3 separate regions of the Mus musculus genome follow, and all the other regions are linked to region 1. Evidence: chromatin contacts called from public HiChIP or PLAC-seq data. All regions are on one chromosome and are shown on one strand. Each heading gives the region's core, a stretch centred on a gene start, on an enhancer-like site or on the middle of the called end of the contact. The rest is flanking DNA. Distances are from core to core; before and after follow the strand shown. Region 1 overlaps Tbc1d1 (TBC1 domain family, member 1). Region 2 has its middle 41 kb from the start of Gm3716. Region 3 has its middle 23 kb from the start of Gm3716.

Region 1 (3,692 bases), core at 813-3,312:
ATCTTTTCCCACACTGTAGTGACTTCTTTAAGACACGGAGTGATTTCTTCATAGTCAAGCTTGAGGCGTTTGTTCAGCAAATCGTTTTCAGAGGCTGGAAGAGGTGAGGGAGGGCAGGTGAGCAGGAGCTCCCGAGTTGTAGCCAACAGCACAGCTCACACGGAACCCACCCATTCCTCCTCTTAGACACACTGGCATGTCTCCTCAGCCATTTCACCCTTACTATGCCCCATCCAGACCCTCAGGCAGAGTCACGCCTGGTCAGGACTTGGATGGAACAAATACGAAAAGCCTAGGAAATTGCCTTGATTTCGCTCCCATCATGGCCTTCTGGCCTTACTCCTAAGGTTTACCCACTTCTTCTCAATGCCTTATTGGTGTTCCCACTGCTTGGCCCGGCAGAGTCCCAGTAACTTCTGCTCACTAAGCTGCAGAGACAGTCTAAGGTCCTCCTTATTGAGAGGCAGGCCTCATGTAGGTGTTGTCAACCATTAGTGACATATCTGTAGCAGAGATCCCCTTACACAAGGCATCTTAGAAAGCTAAAGCTAGCTATGATATCTCACCAAGAAAGACCAAAGCCTCAATGAGAATCACACAAATTACCAAATAGAAACTAGAAACCAGTGAAGAAAGCCTTTAGGGTCTCATATTTTCAAAACTCCCCAATATGAGAAAGCATGTCACTAGAGCTGAGCTCACCACATCTGGCACATCAGGATCATCACTAGCCTCCTTAGGCTGACAGGGGCCAGCATTGGGCTCTGAGTACCAGTGGCTTCATTAGCAGTGACCTTTGCCATAAGCATGTCTGTGTTCCCCAATACTGCCCAGCAAACAACCAGAACTCCATCTCAAGTCCACAGAACCTCACACAGCACCCCCCCCCCCCAAGCTGCCAGAAGACTTGGCCAGAGGCTTAATCCAAGGATCTTATTGTAGCATCCCCTGCCTCAAATTCCCAAGGACACTGCTGCCTACAGTCAGTGGCCTGTGAAATGCCTTATCAGCTAAGGCAAGACCCATAGCTACAGACACCTAAGCCTTCACAGTACTACTGAAAAGCTTTCGTGTCCACACCCATCCTGGACTGAGGCAAACAGGACAGAATGAAATCACATGTACTTTGCAGGATTTTCCCAACAAAGCAGTGACCACATGAACTAACTTGACACTATGACTGCTGTTCAGCTCTGAGGTATACCCACAGGGCAGGGCAAGCTCCTGGCACTCAGTACCCAGGCTCCCAAACTCCTCCCCCTGACCCTTCCACAAATCTCCTGCAAACTATTACCATCCCTTGTAAGCTAGCTGGGAAAGTAAACTTTCAAGGGCTCAGAAATTAAATGACCCTTATGCTTAAAGAGATTTAAGAAAAATTATAATACTTTAAATTATTTTCTACAACAAACTTAAGAAAAACAGTGTAAGTTGAAAGGGCTTCAACTACAATTTAAGATGTAATGTATCACCATGGATTTGTAGACTATATAACTCTGTAATACTAGTTAGGCATAAACTATTATCTTAGATGAAGTAGTCTGATAAGCACTGGCATGCCTGGGCCAATGTTATGCTGTACTCCACTAGGCTGTTCACAGCTTTATTTTAAAATACAGGGAAAGTGACCTTATGTAGAGGTACAGCAGGGGGCTGTATGCCCTGCAGAGATGTGATGTGTGAGTGCTGGCTGTTTTTTAATTTTTTTAAAAAAATCTTTATCAAATTGATACAGGTAGGGTCATCTGGGGACTGATTTTCAATTGGAAAACTGCCTGTGATTGACGTGAGAGGGCCCAGCTGTCTTGTCTGTGGGGCAGTGCTATCCCTGGGTAGGAGGCCCAAGGTTAAGAAAGGTAGCTGAGCAAGGCATGCGAAGGAAGCCAGGCAGAACAAAGCAGTTCTCCAGGGTTTCTGCTTCAGCTCTTGCCTTCAGCTGCTGTGCTGAAATGATGGACTATAAACCACAAGTCAAATAAACGTCCTCCTCCCCAAGCACAGCAATAGAAAGCAAACGAGGACAGCGTATCTGTGTCACTGGGAAAGAAACCCACAGTCCCAGCTGCCAAGTGTCTACAGATTTAGACAATGGGGCTAACGTCTGTCTGGGATGAAACACTTCCAGAATAGTAATTAGTATTGTATCTATAGATTCCAAAAGCAGAAAATTGACTTAGCCAGAGAAAGACTTTGCCATGTGTGCTCCTCTGAAGAGCATGCAAGTCAGCTTGAATCTGATCAATCTCAAGAGCCACTCACCCACCCCACAGCTTAAGCCTCTTATAAGAAGTGTATGAAAAAAAAAAAAAACACAGAGTAATATAGTTTTTGTTTACACAGTCAACGCTCTGATTGGGTCCTATCTGACCTAGCTTCTATATTTAATGGCCCCAACTCAATTCACTGCTATCAAGCTTACTAAATATTTTGAAGCAATCAACTTGCTACTGTTGATTATTTCTCAACAATATAGGTATAGCAAGGCTAATAAACGGATTAACACTTCCTATGTTAAATTTAGAAAGTTGATTACACTTTGACCACAAGATAAACATCCCAGGTTAAACAGAGGTAAGATATATGAACCCAAGCAGCAAAGCAGTAAGAGCAGCAGAACAAACACTGCCCATAGCCTGGTAAAGTCAACAGTGGGCACAGCACAGTCCTGGCAAGGTGACCAAGGCAACCCAGCAGACACTCCCCTGCTCATGCAGGTCTGTCAGCCATTCCTGGCACAGTAGCAGGCACTTTGTTTCTGAGGTATACTGATCCTATGTCACCAACTCTACTCATGACTTCTAACATGCCTGAGAGCAACCAACCTCTCTCTCCTTATAGGTGTATCTCAGGTCTCACTTCCCTGGGCTGCCACCTGCAGGACTGGCTAAAAAGCACTGAGCCTCAAGAGCCGCAGAATGAGCATTAGTCACCTCTCAATTCTCAACAAAGGTCCCCAAATACACAGCTGTCATTTTCTTGATACCACACTTTGTAATGTTATGACTACCCCTCCCCCAGCCATGTGTGTGTGTGTGCGCCATGGGGCACGTATGGGGGTCAGAGGACAACCTTCAGGAGTTGGTTCTCGCTCCCGCTGTGGGTTCTGAGGCCATCAGGCTTGTGTGGCACGCATCTCTGCTTATTAGACTATCTCACAGGCCCATAAAATATTGTTAATTTTAATTTTTAAATGTTTATTATATTTTCTTATATATTTTTGATATACACAAGGTATTTATTTTCTATTTTTCTTTTATTGTTTTATTATTTTTATACAATATATTCTGACTATGATCTCCCATCTCCCAACTCCTCTGAGATCCATCCATTCGAATTTACTCTCTTTCTGACTCTCATTAGAAAACAAACAGGCATTTAAAGAATAATAATAAAAGAAGAAACAAATTGGAATAGGACAAAACAAACAAACAGAAGAAAAAGAGCCAAAGAATGACCACAAGAAACACACACAGGAATCCCATAAAACCACAAAACCTGAAGCCATAATGTGTACATAAAGGACCCATAGATTAAAAAAAATTAAAAATATAAATAAAGTAAATAAATAAATGCCCTGAGTAAACAGAGGTTTCCTCCTGCAGTAAATGGGAACAAATACAGAGAGCCACATCCAGATGATGTACACTCAGTTGTAAACAGAAGGTCGATTCCCTCGCCTCAGAGCTCAGGGA
Region 2 (3,692 bases), core at 553-3,052, 340 kb before region 1:
GACCATTTTTCTGTAATGTGGTCAATAGTCCAACAAAGTATCACTTATGGGTTGGAGAGAAACCCTGTGCTTTTGTTTATATAAATATTATTAAGTATGTAGAAATATTTATAATTTAACTTAAATGGGGAATTGGAAGAAAGAAAGAAAGAAAGAAAGAAAGAGAGAGAGAGAGAGAGAGAGAGAGAGAGAGAGAAAGAAAGACAGAGAGAGAGAGAGAGAGAGAGAGAGAGAGAGAGAGAGAGAGAGAGAAGGAAAATGGCACAAGCCCAGTTTATAAAATCTGAGAAAATCCCACCTAGTATTAAAAAGATTGAGAGGCGGGAGAGAGCTCAGCACTTGCTACGCAGGCATGGGGAGCCCAGCTCAGTCTCTAGAACCTGCTTTAAAAACCCTGCAGTGGCATCATCGCAGGCTTCCGATCCAAACACTGGGCAAATGGAGACAGGCCCCGCTCCAGACCCGATGGCTGGCCAGCCGACCCTACTTGGCAAGATCCAAAGCAATGAGAGACCCCATCTCAAAAGACAAGGTGGACAGTGGGTGAGAAATGACACCTCTGGCTACCACCAGACATGTGGACACATACGTGCATGCATCTGCCTCCCCTCCCTGACTCACAGCCCCACGAGGCTGGAAGGACACACAGGAAGACATCTTCTCTGGATATCACCGTCATTTACTGGTAATGGCAGCCTGCCTTACTCCTCCATTACTCTTTATTTTTACAGCAATTGAGCTCTATTCCTTTAGGAGAAAAGTCTTGTTTGTTCTAAGAATAAATATTAATTATTCTAAGAATGCACAAATGAGATAATCCATGAGCTTCTCTGCCAGCAGACATGAAACAGAGAAACAAAAAAAGATGTTGCTTTGGGAAAGAACAAGTTTGAATACTATCTTCCTTTACTCTAAAGGCCAACAAGCTCCCTCTCTAAAGAGCCAGACAGTAAGTACTTTGTACTTTGTGGGCCACACACTGTCCCAGCCAGAGTCCTGCTATGCCGAGGAGGTGTCTAAGTAGTGCCACAGACACACACTGTGAGTGAGTGGACCTAGCTCTGTGCCAGGACCTTAGGTGTAGACAGTGAAATCTGAATTTCATAGGTTATGAAATAGTTTCTTTTAAATTTTGTTTGGCGCTCTTAAAAACCTAAGAATCATCTGTAGATGGGTCTCACACACCAGAACGTGATCCTCGGGCCAATTACTCTATATTATATACTTTTATGTTTTCCAGAAATATATTTTAAATCTAAGGATGTTTTTGTTATTTCTATCCTAGTTTTAATAAATTTAGTACTGTTAATCTTTTCGTTTTTATTTGTTTTTATTATGAGACAGAGTCTCTCTCTGTAACAGCCTGGCTGTCTTGGAACTCAATAGACCAGGCTGGCCTCAAACTCACAGAGGTCCACCTGCCTCTGCTCTGGGATTAAAGGTGTGGACACCCATACTTGACACAATGTCAAAATTTTTAATGAATGCCTGTATGCAAGCCACTTTCATAAAGTATAAATATAAAATATATTTATAATTTGAGTTCTGCTGCTCTGGGATTCTGAATCTGTGGGGTCAAGGTCTACCAGAGGTCAGAATTCACATCATCTGGGGAAGGGATAGGGAGTCCTTGTCAACCAACCTGACAATGCCACTGGGAGTTAAGGCACCCAGAGCTGCAGTGACTTGTAATGAGACTTACCAAGATTTGAGTGTGAAGAAATCAGTCATTCTCCTCCAGCCGCCACAAGGTCAGAGCTGGGGCATACACACCCCACCCCCTAGTATGACTCAGAAGGAACCCCACAAGGTTATCGCTTGGGTCTAGAGAAGATGTTGTTCCTAAAGGAAGGGGTGTGTGGAGACAGGGGCCCTTTATTCAGCAGTAGTAATTTTGTGGTCTTTCTGAGTACCTGCTGTGGTAAACTGTGGTAATTCTGGGGTGGGGACCGTAGGGTTAGACCATGCTTGTTTTTTTTTCAAGGGTAAACAGACTGTTTTGTTGAAGATTTTCTTGTTCCTGGAGACAGTTTTGTTGTTGTTGCTTTAAAAAAATATATAAGAGGTTTTTCTGTAGTGGTCTTTAGCGGCTCACTGCCTAGTTCAGTAGCAAACACAATAACAAAACCTCATCTTGACAAGACAGCACTAGCTGAAGAGACAGGGACAGTGTGTGTCTGAGCCAAGAGTACAGCTCTGGGACTGAGTCCCACGAACGAAGGTAGGTGGGATGTGTTCATACAATCTGCCAGCGACCCAATCACAAAGGACATATTAAATCCGTACAACATTCTAGGTCCTTACAGCCCCTTGGCATACTTTATCTACTCTCCATGCTTATCATTAGACCCACAGACTCACTTTAGGGATCAAGGATGTCAGTAAAATTTAATATAATTTACCATGCCACTTACTGAAGATTCCAATGTTTGCTTATTAGAAGGGGGATTTACTTGCGTGACATCTTATTAGTATAAAGAAGTGGTTTTTGGTTTTTTTTTTTTTTTCTTTAATAAAGCACACTTTACAAAAGGAAAGCAAGTCTACAGATATCACATCTTGGCACTGTAAAACCTTGGTAGAGCAAGGTTTCACAGTGCCAAGGGACACTTGAATATCATGAGCAAGAGATGAAACTGATCATTGCTGCTTCCAAGAATCTGTCTTTGAGCATCTCTGAGGTGAGCTCCTGACAGTCTCTGGATCCCTCTACAAAGCCATGGAGACAGCACCCTGTCAGAAGACCTGGGCCAGAGTAACACCAACACCTTAGTGATCTGAATCATCCCCATGGCAGGTCCGTTGCTATGTTCCTTGCTAAACCAGCAAGTCACAGGTAATCACACTGGGACACTGGAAGAATGTGCTCAGGTGCCCAGGTGCCCCAGAGTCCCCAGTAGGAGGTGTGTGTGTGTGTGTGTGTGTGTGTGTGTGAAGGGGAACAGGGATGGGTTGGAGAGAACATAGGCTATTAAGATGACTTTACACTTGGTCTTTATCTTTGTTAGGGTCTCATTGCTGTGAAGAGACACCATGACCAAGGCAACTTATATAAAGATAATAATTTAACTGGGGGTGGCTTACAGTTTCAGAGGTTCAGTCCATTATCATCATGGCAGGGAGCAAGGCAGTATGCAGGTGGACATGGTGCTGGAGAAGTCCAGAGTTCTGCATCTTGATCCAAAGGCAGCCAGGAGGGGAGGGGACTCTTCTACACTGGGAAGAGCCCGAGCATAGGACCTCAAAGTCTACGCTCATAGTGACACACTTCTTCCAATAATGCCACACCTCCTAATAGTGCCACTTCCCATGGGCCAAGCATATTCAAACCACCACATGGCCCTCGGGTTGAGCACAGTCAGACAGCTGGGAGAGGGCCATACTCCTTGCTCCCTGACAGGGACGAAGAATGTTTCAACTATGAAACAATTTCATAGTCATCTCTGAGGTTATTTCATAAGCAGTCATTGCAGGAATCACAAATGGGAAAATTGTACTTGTTTGGCAGAACGGATTTTACAGTGGATTTTTCTTTCTTAGGGGGTGAGGAGGGGACTTTTTGTTGTTTGTTTATTTTATGTATATGAGTACTTTGTTTACATGCCCATCTGCACACCAAGACTTCAGATCCCATTATAGATGGTTGTGAGCCACCATGTAGTTGTTGTCAATTGAACTCAGGACCTCTAGAA
Region 3 (3,692 bases), core at 348-2,847, 270 kb before region 1:
TTATATAATTATATAAGAGCCAGAACCCAGAAACAAACTGAATGTCCACACATAATGAATAGATAAATAAATTGCACTATACTCACACAAAGAAATACTACTTAGGCACAAAAAGATATGCGTGTCTGACATATGCAGCAAAATGGATGGGAAAAGAATATCATGTCAGAGAGCCTAGCTATTAAAGAGCATAGACAATAAAGTAGGTAGTATCATGTTAGGATAGAGAGTTGTTTTAAGGTAACTAATGCTGGCAAGTATGTACAAGAGAATAATATTGGTGGGAATGTAGGAAAACAACATAAGGGTTCCTCAAAAAATTACAAACAGACCTATGATAAGGTCCAGCAATCTCACTTCTGGATATCCATTTAAAGGACAGGACACTGGTATCTTAAAGGCACATCTGTACTCCTTTGTCCTTTGAGGCATTTTTGTTTTTGTTTTTGTTTTTTTTTTTTTAATTATTTATTTATTTATTTATTTATTTATTTATTTATTACATGTAAGTACACTGTAGCTGTCTTCAGACACACCAGAGGAGGGTTCTCATTACGGGTGGTTGTGAGCCACCATGTGGTTGCTGGGATTTGAACTCAGGACCTTCGGAAGAGCAGTCAGTGCTCTTAACCGCTGAGCCATCTCTCCAGCCCTGTTTTTGTTTTTTGAGACAGGGTTTCTCTGTGTAGCCCTGGCTGTCCTGGAACTCACTTTGTAGCCCAGGCTGGCCTTGAACTCAGAAATTCGCCTGCCTCTGCCTCCTTAGTGCTGCGTGCGCCACCACGCCCGGCGAGGCACTTTTTATAGTTGCCAAGATATATAAACAACTTAATGTGTTTCATGAAGAATTGCTAAAGAAAATGTGTGTGTGTGTGTTTGTATGTGTGTGTGTGTGTGTGTTTATATGTGTCTCTGTATATGTGTGTGCATGTATATGTGCATGTATGTGTGTGTTTGTATATGTGCCCATATGTATGTGTGTTTGTATGTGTGTGCATGCATGTGATAGAATACTATTTAACATTTAAAAAGGAGGAAAGCCCATGAATGTCTCCATTTAGACAATATAGATGGACCTAGAAAAAAAAAGGATAAAAACAGGAGAGAAAGCTGAACAGAGCCAGCTATGAGGAGAGCTCTGCAGCCCTCCCAGGGTAGTGATGAGTCTCATGAGTTCCTGAAGCCCCCCCCCCCCCCCACACACACACATACACACAGTGTCCTGTGCAGACTGAGTCCTGTACATATTATACAAAGAGAGGGAAAGAGGTCATGATTTAAAGTCTTTCTTAATGGTGTTTATACGTTTTGGAATGGCTGCAGGCAAATTTTAGAAGCACCAAGCTTTCTCCCCATTCTTCCCAGAGCCTACCACAGTGTTGATGCACAGAATAATAAACATTCATTGATTAACTGGTGCGGACACCATAGAGGAGAAGAAATGCTCTGATCTCACAGCCCTATTGTTCCCGCCACCCAACCCCACCCCCCTAGCAGTGGAAATGTTTAAATATGTGTTTGGTTGTTTTACAGCCGTTTGCATTTAAATTGGGTGTGTCACTATCACATTTTATTAGCCATTCCTCATACCAGCCCAGTGAGGTTAGCCTGTTATCTGCACTTTACAGGCGAGGGCAGGGAGAGGTGAAGACTTGTCAGGATGGTGCAAGGGCAGCTGGCTGAAGAGCAGGATTTCTGCAGGAAGGTTCTGCTCCCTGCCCACGGGGCTGGTCCACGGGGGCTGCGGCTGGATGTGCAGTGATGAACTTGGCATTTTCTGCAGAACACTTTGAAAATGTTTTGATGGTTTTGTTTCCAGAGGGGAAAATTCAAGTTAGGACTGCAGTTCTTCTGCCTGATTGCTTGGTCCTTGAACTGACCGGCCTGCTCTCTCAGGAGACTCTAGCCTTTATTTCCTGCTCGGATGCTGACCTCCCAAGTCCCATCCCTTCCTAGCAACCTTGCTGTGAAGCCCACCCATGTAGCAAACCTACAGGACTGGACTTGCAGTAAAATACTTATTAGGAGGGACATAGGTCCAATTAAGAAAATTGTAACATTCTCCATGAACTTCCTAAATTGCATGCATATACCCAACTCTCTAATGCTGTTTTCCTCAGTGCATATATGGCCAGGATAATGTTTACTTAATAAAAACAAGAATGGATGGGGGCATGCAGGGTAGTTGGTAGAGACTTTGTCTAGCATGCACCAAACTCTTGGTTCTATGCAGCACAGCAGAAGGCCACCACGATGTCACAAGCCTGCAATTTCAGCACAGGAAGGTGAAGGCAGAAAGATCCGAAGTTCAAGGTTATTCTGGGCTTCACAATAAGTTTCAGGTTATCCTGGAACATGAGACCCTGATTCAAAAACAGAAAATAAATAAGTGAATGAATGAACAAGTGAATGCATAGATAAATCACACTGTAAAAAAATATAGATTCTCTCTGTTTCTCCAAAAAAAGGTCATTTGAGGGCTGCCGAGATTGCTCAATGGTTAAGAGCAGTTCTGTTGTTTCTGAAGATTAATTCTTAGCATTCACATCCCCTCTCACAACCAGATGTAACTCCAATTCCTGGAGATGTGACGCCCTCTTCTGGTCTCTGAAGGTACAAGACATGCTCTTAAACAAACATGATGACATAAGACAGTCTATTTGAAAACAAGAATAGATACTAAACTGGCAGGCAATGTATACGGTGTGGAAACACTGGATATAAAAGGGAGATGTATGTTTCAAGTGAGATGGAGTAAGACTGAACATCATTCCATCCTATTATGCAGAACCATCCATGATGTAAAATCCAATCAATTGCTTATTCCTGGAGTTTCATTTTGTTTTGCTTTCAGACCACAGTTCACTATTAGCAATAGAAACCACGGACTGCAAAGCAGACAGGAGACTATGCATAAATAACGTGGCTGCCAATGTTCATGACTTTTTCTTTCTTTTTTTTTTTTTTGAAAAACTTTTTACTGATTCTTTATGATTTTCTCATCAAGCCCCCCATCCCTTTCATCCCCACATTCCCTCTGATCTGCCTTCTGCCCTTGCAACCTCCTCTCGAAAATAAACCTTTTATTTATTTATTTATTTATTTATATAATAACCTAAACCTAAAAACAAACCAAAATAAAGCGCAGAGAACATCCCATCGTGAACGCTGTAATGAGTCACAGTGATCCCTCTGTCCACACATCTTCACTTAAAAATGTCCCTTGCAATGAGTCATTGGTCTGGTGTGATGTCTCCGGTTTCTGTGACACCATCAACAGATTATCCTGTCGTTGTCCTGTGCTATGGAGATCCTGCAGCTTTGGAGCAGCAGGGCTGGCCCTTTCATGTGCCCCAGCAGTTTACAATTTATGTACATTTAGGGGTAGGCCAACTCAAAGCCCTAGATCTGGGCCTGGATGGTAGCTGAACTGGTCAGTCCTCTGACTCTCCCTTATCCACACCACCAGAGTGAGCTCTCCAGAACTGTTCCAGCTAGACCATCCAATGCTGAATTGGCAGGAGGCAGGGTCAGCTCTCCTGCTCTCATGCCCTCTGGGGGGGTTGGGCTCACCAGCACCATCCCCTCCAGAGCCAGCTCCACTGTGCTACCCAGTCAAGGCATGGGGCCCACACTTCCAAGTGCTGCAACAGGTGAACTACTGAGCCAGCTCTCCCTCACTCATGCATCCA

What was found. HiChIP or PLAC-seq counts read pairs in DNA pulled down with a chosen protein or histone mark.
Region 2: a contact with region 1 is called in a FOXA1 HiChIP or PLAC-seq map of pancreatic cancer cells. The contact joins two enhancer-like sites. A contact is called at or near these places in 2 of 115 datasets of contacts at active chromatin or transcription factors (CD8 T cells and pancreatic cancer cells).
Region 3: a contact with region 1 is called in a FOXA1 HiChIP or PLAC-seq map of pancreatic cancer cells. The contact joins two enhancer-like sites. A contact is called at or near these places in 1 of 15 datasets of contacts at CTCF or cohesin (the NIH/3T3 cell line) and 1 of 115 datasets of contacts at active chromatin or transcription factors (pancreatic cancer cells).

The regions. Positions count from the first base shown.
Region 1 is chr5:64,312,756-64,316,447 of GRCm38.p6, reverse strand. It overlaps Tbc1d1 (TBC1 domain family, member 1), which reads right to left. Exons shown (of 22, transcript NM_001310611.1): 16 at 1-94. Among named protein-coding and RNA genes, the nearest start is that of Gm38634, 57 kb to the right of the region's middle. Within about 2 kb of position 2,062, at least 59 of the 459 cell types and tissues checked have an H3K27ac peak or open chromatin away from gene starts, as enhancers often do. A contact at or near this core is called in pancreatic cancer cells, where this site is marked.
Region 2 is chr5:64,649,736-64,653,427 of GRCm38.p6, reverse strand. No RefSeq gene overlaps it. Among named protein-coding and RNA genes, the nearest start is that of Gm3716, 41 kb to the right of the region's middle. Within about 2 kb of position 1,802, at least 37 of the 459 cell types and tissues checked have an H3K27ac peak or open chromatin away from gene starts, as enhancers often do. A contact at or near this core is called in pancreatic cancer cells, where this site is marked.
Region 3 is chr5:64,586,041-64,589,732 of GRCm38.p6, reverse strand. No RefSeq gene overlaps it. Among named protein-coding and RNA genes, the nearest start is that of Gm3716, 23 kb to the left of the region's middle. Within about 2 kb of position 1,597, at least 56 of the 459 cell types and tissues checked have an H3K27ac peak or open chromatin away from gene starts, as enhancers often do. A contact at or near this core is called in pancreatic cancer cells, where this site is marked.